Regions from separate parts of the Gasterosteus aculeatus genome. Here region 1 is linked to region 2. The links are chromatin contacts, called in public Hi-C maps. All regions are on one chromosome and are shown on one strand. The core of a region is the stretch at or near the end of the contact, and the rest is flanking DNA. Distances in the headings are between cores, read along the strand shown. Region 1 overlaps ssbp4 (single stranded DNA binding protein 4). Region 2 holds the start of ssbp4 (single stranded DNA binding protein 4).

The links. A called contact is a pair of places that touch in the nucleus more often than the background predicts.
Region 1: a contact with region 2 is called in a Hi-C map of liver, with 2.1 times the contacts expected there. The contact joins the enhancer-like site here to the promoter of ssbp4 in region 2. A contact is called at or near these places in 4 of 6 Hi-C or Micro-C datasets (liver, skeletal muscle and tail fin).

Annotation. Positions count from the first base shown.
Region 1 is chr8:19,065,613-19,070,509 of fGasAcu3.hap1.1, forward strand. The region is part of intron 5 of ssbp4 (single stranded DNA binding protein 4); the gene reads left to right. Among protein-coding and RNA genes, the nearest start is that of fkbp8, 16 kb to the right of the region's middle. Within about 2 kb of position 2,664, at least 7 of the 9 cell types and tissues checked have open chromatin away from gene starts, as enhancers often do. A contact at or near this core is called in liver, where this site is marked.
Region 2 is chr8:19,016,453-19,020,960 of fGasAcu3.hap1.1, forward strand. ssbp4 (single stranded DNA binding protein 4) reads left to right here and starts at 1,412. Exons shown (of 17, transcript XM_040184287.2): 1 at 1,412-1,645. The coding sequence starts at 1,590.

The DNA.
Region 1 (4,897 bases), core at 1,414-3,913, 50 kb after region 2:
GTGTGTGTGCGTGCGTGCGTGTGTGTGTGTGTGTGCGTGCAGGGGTCGTAGGGAATGTTAATGATGTATGAGCAGTGAGCGGGCCGGGAAGAAAGATATCCGATGGTGTTGCATGAGTGACATTGCTTTCCATAAATAGACCCTGCGCGCATGGCGGGCGGACAGGCAGACAGAGGGACAGGCAGAGAGACAGAGGGACAGGCAGAGAGACAGAGGGACAGGCAGAGAGACAGACAGGCCGCTCAGGGGGAAGAAAGGAGGTATTGATGGTTCCTTCCCAACGCCGCAACATTCGTTCTCGTCTCTTCTCTATGCTTAGCTCAGCTAATCTGAGCAGCAAAGCGGGCAAATGTAAAGAAAAGCAAAACAGAGTCTGCATAACGCACGCACACACACACACACACACGCACACGATTGACTAAACGGTCTCTGCACCCCCCCCTTCCCCTCCCAAACTTCAGACTTCCTTAAATCAAGCAGACGGTGATGCCAGAACTGCAGCATATTCTAATGCGCTGTAGCGTGCTATAACTTGGGCTCGAGCCGACACACACACGCACGCACGCACACACACACACACACACACGCGCGGCTCAGGTAGCTGCCGCTCGCTCCCCGGTGAACTAATGGTTGCGGTCTCTGCTGAAAATGCAGGCTGCCGAGTTTCCTGCAGTTCATTTATTCATTCAGATGAAGCAGATTCTTCATTCCATTTGTTTGTTTTTTATCGTTCCCTCTCGTGTCGTTGAGATTTCACTCGCATTCTCATCTCCCTGCTCTCGGTTACGGGGGGGTGGGGGGGGGTCAGTCGTCTGACAGGGACACTTTTCCACCTCCTCTGGAAGACTCAACAATGGTTATCGTGTTTTGGATGTGGGATTGTGGACGGCTTTTATCCGCTGAAGCAGAATCCTGCTTTGGTATTTTCTCATCTCCTTGTCTGCTTCCTTCCTCCACCTCTCTCCTTAGTGCGCTTAGCGTCCTTCTCCGTGACTTTTCCTCACTCTCTCCACCTCCCGTGTCTTTGAAGCACTTTCTCACACACACACACACACACCGCTTCAGTGACACATGCTTACTCACCAACTCTGCTCCGTGTGAACTGTGTGTGTGTGTGTGTGTGTGTGTGTGTTGCATTACGTTCTTCCCCGTTGCACTTGCTCTGTAATTAACATGAGTGACCCCAACACTGTTATTGGCTTCGGTCCTGGGAGAGAGGGGGAGAGAGAGAGGGAGGGATGAGGGGGCAAAGGAGGGACGTTGCAGGAGCAAAATGGAGGCAGAGGGTGCAGGAGGAGGGCGCGCTTCGCTGATCCGTAGAGACAAAGAAAAGGTGGACGGAGAGAGAGACGTGAGACCCGACGGAGGAGGAGAAAATGTGGTGGTGGTGGGGGGGAGAAGAAGAGGTGGCGCAGAAATGCTGTGTTTGGTGGGAGGGTCTCTTCATATTGGGTTGTAGTGCTCCCCTCCTCTCAGTCCATCGCTGCTGCATCACGGCCCTCTGGGGAGGACAAGCGAGGGGGGGGGGGGGTAGAAGCGAGGACGCTGAGACGTCACAAAGTCTTTCAAAAAAATGTGGGTTTTTTTTATCACAGGAACGACAGCTAACGGCAATCGTGGCGAGTTGATGGATTCGACTCCCGTCTGCAGAACTCAACGTGGCGGTTCCTATTAGAATGTCTACATGTGGACATTAGATTTTAAAATAATGTGAAGGACACTAAATCGGGGAGAAAGCTGCATAAATCAAGAGTACGGCTTCCAACCAAGGGAAAGAAAATCAGATCAAATGTGCTCTTTTAGACGTTTATGCAATCCGCCGGTCAAATAAGGCCTTTGTTGACTTTGTTTTCTGATCCACACGACAAACGTTTTCTAGTCGAAAACTTAATGCGCTCCATTAGGTCTGTAAAGCAGTTAGGGTGGGGCAGCCTCTCTCTACTAAACTGGGAAAGGCGCCTCTTGACAAAAAAAACAAAAGTCAAGGGCAGCGTGTTTTCCTGCAGGTAATTGTGGCTCTTCAGGGAGAAAACCAAAAAAAGCACAACAAGAAGATTAAGTTTGATTACACGTTAAACAACAAGCAACCCGCCTATCAAAGACGCATCTGAGAAGCTGTTCAGAGCTTAGACACGCCAGCCAATCAGGGGGACATCTGCTCTCTGATGTGCTCATCGGAGGTGAGACTCGGAGGTGGAAGGGAGGATGGAAGCCACGGCCGATGGCTGTTTGTTCAGGTGTCAAATTCATTGTGGGTCAAATGTCAAATCTCGGCGTCTGGGTGGGACGACAAAAGCAGGAGGTTTCGGTTGATCGGTGAGCGGACGAGAGACGCTCATCAGAAGGTCTCCGCGGTGTCTCTGCTCGTCCTCCAGCGTTCAGCAGTGTTGGCGGGACAAAACGGGGGGGGCGTTGTGTCACGGATGTGCACGGATAATTTTTTTGGGGGGGGAAATGGCTGTCGGCGTCTCGCGGCCTTCCTGCCTCTGGGAGGGAAACACCCCTGGTGTACACAATGAGCTAGCAGAAGAAGACCGCCGCGCTCTCAGGAATGTTAGCGAGGAATGACAATGAGTGTGCGCTCAGGGCGTGCGTTTGTGTGTGTGCGTTTGTGTGTGTGTGTGTGTGTGTGTGGAGCTGTTCCGCCCCGGCTTTGTTTGTTGTGTTCAGTGATGCAGGGTGCTTTGTGTTCTCACTCCCTGTTTGTGTGTGTGTGTGTGTGTGTGTGTGTCCAGTAATTTGATGGAAGTTACACACTGCCCTCTAGTGGCAGTAGGCAGCTGTAAAAGGATCAGTCTCTGTGTGTGTGTGTGTGTGTGTGTGTGTGTGTTAGTGGTCCATCAGGGGCGGCGGTGTGGGTCTTCCTCAAGCTGAAATGAGTGGTGGGGGGGGAGAGGGGGGGGGGGGGGTTGTGTTGTGTTGATGGGTTTGTGGTACTGTGCCAAGCTGTTATCTCCTTAGCCGGGTAGAAAATGATTTTATTAATTGCTTCATTTAACGCTCCCCGTGTCCCCCACCTCCTCCCTCTCCTCCCCCTCTGCTACACGTGTACACAAACAACACACACGTACCGCACACACACTCCAGGCCAAAGCTACTTTTCAAACTCGCCCTGCGTAGACCTCTGTGGCAGTTGAAACGCCCTCTCTCTCTCTCTCTCTCTCCCCCCCCCTCCCTCTCTGCGGGGACCTGTGGAGAGAACAGTATGGCCATAAAGGCCATATGCTGCCCCATTCAGACGTAATAGCAGGCGGGCCCAGGGAGGCCCAGCCAGAGGAGCGATGCTCCATTATGGCACATTATAGAGAGGATCAAGGGAGGAGCGCCGCCAGTGTGCGTGTGTGCGTGTGTGTGTGTGTGTGTGATTGTGTATTACCCACAGAGCAGCGACTGTTCACACAGTCACATTGTGGGGACTTAACTTCCGTTTGGGGACGACAAGCTGGTCCCCACCAGATGTACTGTTGAAGGTTGAGGCCTGGTTCTGGATGACAGTTGGTTAAGGATGAGGTCACGGCTGCAGAAGGCCGGGGTCAGGAGGGTTACGGATCTGCTGCAGGAAATCTCAGTAAATACTGTGTCCTAAGACCAGGTTGTGTTTGTGTGTGTGTGTGTGTGTGTGTGTGTGGAGGGGAAGCAGACCGCTGTAGCTGGATCAGTGCAACCAGACCCGGCAGGGGTGTCTCGTTAGACACACACGCGCACACGCTCAGACTGGCACGTCAACAACAATAACCTCTGAGGTCACAACGGAGCTAGCGCTGCATTAGCCCCGGTGTGAACCTGCTGAGAGACGGAGCGAGCCGGTACAGCTGGTGTCAACCACCCAAAACACACACACACACACACACACTCACACGGAGAGGCAGTGGCACAGACGTCATCCCGAGTACACTGTGTGCACAACTGAATAAACACTTCCTAGATTGTTGAATAGATTACCAGCCGGCCGCGTGTTGGGAAGCTGGTTAATAAGTGGCTCTATTGAAGACGCCAGCGCTGCTCAGATGAGCCGTTCTCACGACGGCGAGATGAATGCGATCAATGAAGCGGCCCGCGTCCCTTTAGGGCATGAATGAGGAGGACTCCACGGGGGGGTGGGATCAGGTGTTTTAGTTCAACTTTATAAACGGCAGAGATTCATCAACCTTGACGTGCCCCTTTTGGCGCCGCACGCGGCCTCCTGCGGTTTGTGTGCCGTCGTCCTGATTTGATCAGCTTCCCCGTGATCGACATTTGACAGAAATTCCACAAAGAATTATTTTTGTTTTGGAATCCTCCCGTCTGCTTATTGACCAGTGATGTCTGGTGGCAGATGTCAAGTAAACTATCAAAGAAATCCCATTAAGTCAGATTACTGCATACCATAAAAACATTTAATATCATATATAATATAGATATGGTCCATGGACTTTATTTTATTGCTTTTCCTGACGTTTCACTATCAATATCCTGGTATTGAGGTCACACTTTTTGTGACATCACTCGTGCTGAGACCCGTATAACGGGAGGTGAGTCCATCGAAGACCACTTATCCTGCTTATGAGCGTTGTTGTTTTCACGTGGACGTGCGAGCTCATCTCTCCTGGCAGGACGGGTGCAGGGGGTGTGAGGGGGTTGCGGGGGGGGGGGGGGGGGGGGGGGCTGGCGGCGTTGCACCTGTGTCTGTGCGAACGCACGTTGCTTCAAGCTGTCAGTCAGCCGTGTTTGTTTTCCCAGCGTAGCAGCTCCCACAGGTTCCCGGTGCTCGGCTCTGTCGGAGCGCCGCCGTGCCAGCCATGCCAACAGTGAGGGGGGGGGGGAAGTGACAGAAAGGGGGCGGGGTTTAAAAGGTGTGTGTGTGTGTGTGTGTGTGTGTGTGAGAAGTTGGATAGATGCAGGTGTCTGTCCAGGGTGT
Region 2 (4,508 bases), core at 162-2,661:
GACGAGAATACAGTGGTACACACAAACATTCTGCACAGGGTTGTAGGTTTGTAGCTGGCCACAGATAACATCTGTTGAACTGACATTAAAAACCCAATGCTGAACGTTAATTTTCGATAATTCTGCAAAACCCGTCAGATTAAAACCAAACTAGCCAAAATACAAAACAAGTATTTTAACACTATCTTTATTTCTTCATTCCGACGTTTAATCGTGTTAAAGTTAAACTGCCTTTGTTGGAGTATTTCATCATTGGAATTAGGATATTCCTTTCTTCTTTTTGTTCTGTTGTCAGGCAGTTGAACTGTGCAATTTTAAAAGATTGGACTGGAAGTGAGTTGGTAATAATCCTTGAACCACCCTATCCTCATTATTCCTTTCAACTAAATATTCTTCAGACACCAGCTGAGGATTTCTTGAGGCCATAGGCTGCTATAATGCCGAAAACATACCAGGCAAACTGCAGCTCGCAGAGCTTATTACATTTCTTTCTACGGCCAGGAGGTATGCGTGTGCATTTCAGGCAGGTAGAAATTCCTCGTTACGCAGGTCAATCTGTGACAGGAGACGCAGGACTCTACTTCCTGATTGGCTGTCCTCTCTCCACCACGGCTGCTCATTTTGTTTAATTTAAATAGTCTCACCAGGTTTTTAGTTACGCTTGGTCTTCATCTGCATAAACCAACCTCCTTTAACAAATGTGACTCCTTCCTTTTAATTCTATAAATGAATATTTACTTAATCTTTATTTTATCTGCAACTGTGCATAAACACTGCGTTAAAATAGTTGCGCAGCTTCTAATCAATACTGATTCTGAATTTGATGTCAATGTTGTGAATAAAGCAATTGGACTATATGGTACAGCGCCAACATTTAAAAAAAAAATATTTGACTTCATACAATCTTTTAAGCTCATGAGGTGCAGCACTTTTTTTGGGGTCATTTCCAAACAACTGACTACTTGAAAACCAGTACAGCAAATAACGCGTCCCCCAATCATCTGTGCAAAACATTTCAATAAATGACCGTAGCGTCCTCATTGGTGAGTCAAAGTCAAAAAATCTAATTGGACTCCTGGAATGTCTTTTTTTGGTGGGGGGGGGGGGGGGAGAAGGGGGGCACTAGGACTATTGCCAGCCTCCCAAAAAGAAAAGAGCTGGCTATGGTTGGTTACCCGGCATGCCTTTCCCCCCTTCTCTCCTCATGTTTCTGAGGTCAGTAAACAAGTAGTGTGTGTTTCCCTTTAAGGAGCCCCCACCGTTTGCACAGCGGAGGGAGTAGCAGCAGGTCTGCGGAACAGCGGCTGAGGAGGAAAAAAAAAATCCAACAGGACGGTTTCAAGTCCCCCCAATAGAAACTGTGCCTGATTTGTGGCCAATGTTGGAGATGTAAAAAAAAAAAGAAAAAAAAAAAAGAATAGAAAGGGAGGGAGGGAGAGGAGAGAGAAGGAGGAGGGGGAGGAGGAGGAGAAGTGGGGAGGGGTGGGGAGGAAAAACACTAAAGGGGTAGCTATGGAGATGGAGCGTTTTCCTGGCTGCTTTCTTTGACAGGTGTTGAGTGGGGCAAAAGTCTTAAAACAGAATCCAGCATGTACGCCAAAGGTAAAGGAGCTGTCGTCCCTTCCGATAGCCAAGCGAGAGAAAAGTAAGTGAATTACGCGCTACACACCTAAGGACTTTTACCTTGCTTATCTCCGGGGCGAGGGGACGGGGGGCTGCTGCCGCCGGTGGGGGGGTATGGAGAGGGGGGGTGGGGGGGACGACACACCGGAGGGGAGTCCAACTTTCTTAACTAGGTAGTTGTAATTTAAAAAGCGGCGTACTGTAGCAAAGTGCGCGCTCTCCTCTCCTCGCGCTCTCCTCTCAGGCGCGTCTCCCAAACTTTAAGTTGTCCTCCCGGTTTGCACGGCGGGGGTTCTGTTGCGTTTTGTCCGTTTGCACGGGGTATCCTCCTTAATGTTGTGCGGTGGTTGCGGGGCGCGCACACTTCTTCGGCCCCCCTCCCCTCCACCATCTTGTAACGCGTTGCTACATTTCGGTCTGCAACAATGTATTTAAAATGTTACAAACAGGCTCCTGCAGCGCGAGACCGGAGATGAAGCGCGGGTTTTTTTTTTAAAGGAAAGAAAATGTCGTTTCTTGTAGGACAAGGCGTCTGTTGGGGGGCGGGTGGGGGGGTTCTGGTCTGGACGACGGGCTCGTCCCCTCGTAAACTTTCCGAGGAATGAAAGAGGGCTGTTTCGCTGCGTGAAGCCGACCGGGAGATAGATGGGCGGCTGGCGGGACTGGGGGGTGGGGAGGGGGGGTCTGGTGATGGTGGCGGAGGGTCCCATTCTGCAGCCAGGTAGCGGTGGTGAAACTTTTTTTTTTAGCCTCAGCTCAGGCGAAAGGGGAGACCTTCATCTCAAAAACTTCTATCACAGAACCGAGTGCCGCGTGTCATCCTGCACGCGCGTGGACGTTATTGAAGAATAAAACGAGAGATTTTTTTTTTTTTTTAAACCGTGAAATTCCATCTCGTTGCTTGGCAGATGATGTGTTCACTGCCTTATTTGGTTTTCAAAGCACATGAATAAAAGAGAAGAAAAAAAAAAGACCGATGTAACTTTTGAGTGCCTCGCGCACTGAAGCTCCTGCCTCCTTATCTCGCTGCCTATAGAATATTCCTGCATGTGTTCAAAAGATCTGGATCTCCTCCGCATCCCCGGGGCTTCAGATCGCTGTAGCCTTCATCGCCGCTTGGTATTTCTAAGAAATTGCCAGTGTGAGGTGAGAGGAGCGAGCAGGCGTCCCCGCTGAGAGGCAACTGTAATCCAGAGACCACTGTCAGGTCCCGAGAGGCCGTGCACATCCACACCTCCTCCACCTGGAATACAAACTACATTTCCTCAGAGACGCCCTTGTTCTCTTTTTTTCCCTTTCCTCGCATTTGCCGTGTCACATTCAATTGATTGAGCTTTCTGAGAGATGTGGCCCTCGCTCATGTGCTTAGTGTAAGCTTCCTCGAAAGCGACTTTGCACACTTTCTGGTGCCCCCCAGCGCTTCATTTCGCGTGTGAATATTGGATAAGTGTAGCCGCTCTGTGCGTGTGTGTGTTTGCGTGTGCAGAGTGAATCCTAAATGAAAACGGTCCCATGTGGTTGAGTGAACAGCAGGCAGAGTGACCTTTGAACCAATATGATGCTTTAATATTGCATTTGAACCATCAGCAGACGTCGGGCAGCTCCTACACCTGTTTGTCTAGCGCGGCTTCCTTATGTGCCCTTTTTTTTTTTTTACAACTCTGCAGTGGATGGGTTTAAATGGTGTGTTAGCTTTTAGTTGCTTGTTCAGGGAGTGTGGATTATGTTCCGTGTGTTATTGGGAGTGAAATCAGTGCAGAAGCAGCATGTATTTGCAATGAAAGTGTAGGAGGAGGATTAAGAAAGTGTTCCGGCAGCCGGGACGAATGCGCCGGCTTCGAGGCTGCTTGTGAATAACACAACTCTTGTTGATTGTTTGCGTTTGTTCCACATTAGATCTCCTATGCTTTGCACCCATGTGTTGAGCTTGTGGGAGGGGGGAGAGGGGAAGGGAGGAGGGGGGAGCTAAAGGTGTAGGTATCGTCCGCACATAATAGACGAGGCCTGACCTCTCCCCTCACCTGTCGTGTCGCCCTAACCCGCCCCGCAGGGCCGACACATGTTTCCTTGTAAATGTGGAGCGCACAACAGCTGCCTCAATGCATCACTGAATTAGCTCATATTTACATATTCATATGGCTCTTTACATATTCGAAAAAAAAAAAAAAGGCCGCCCCGGCTGGACCGGGATGACACAAATATCACAGCTGTGATCTTGCAAAGAGAATTGATTATCACGTCATACATTTTATTAAATGTACCACAGAGTGATAATATATTGTCTGTCTTGACTACACAAAGTTTAGTGTGCATCCGCTTGTCTGTTTGCTACAAATTAAAATGGTTCTCCCTATGTTCCATGGGGTGTTTTATTTAAACATGATTCTCTGTTTAAAACTGAGTATTACAGTTGGATTAAATTGAGGGCAGGTAGACGTGGATAGGAATGTCATTTGAGTCCCTATCAGACAACACAAAGGTGTGCGCAGGGCACGTGAGTAAGTTGCACAGGGCGATTTTGTGTCACTTCCTCTCTGACTTCTCTTTAAACTCCGTCGCACACTTTGGAGACGCCGTTTGGTTTCGGTTAGCAATCTGGTGTCGTTCAGAGCGACGGCCAACTGCTGCAGCTTTTCAGGGAGTAATCTGAGAGTTTCACAACAGCCAAAAGAAACGTGTTCTTGGTTAAAGTTTAAAGCGGTCCGAAGGCCCTGTTCATTAGAACAAGCGAAAGTTCTGCTGTAGTCCAGCGTCCACCTCCCGTGTTCATGGCGCTGAACTCATCAGGAGTCCGCAGCAGCTTAAAGAAAATGTTACAACATCCGTCGTGTGTTTGTGGAACTGCATGGAGTTGTATGTGTGTGTTGCGGTTTTTATTCAAAGCC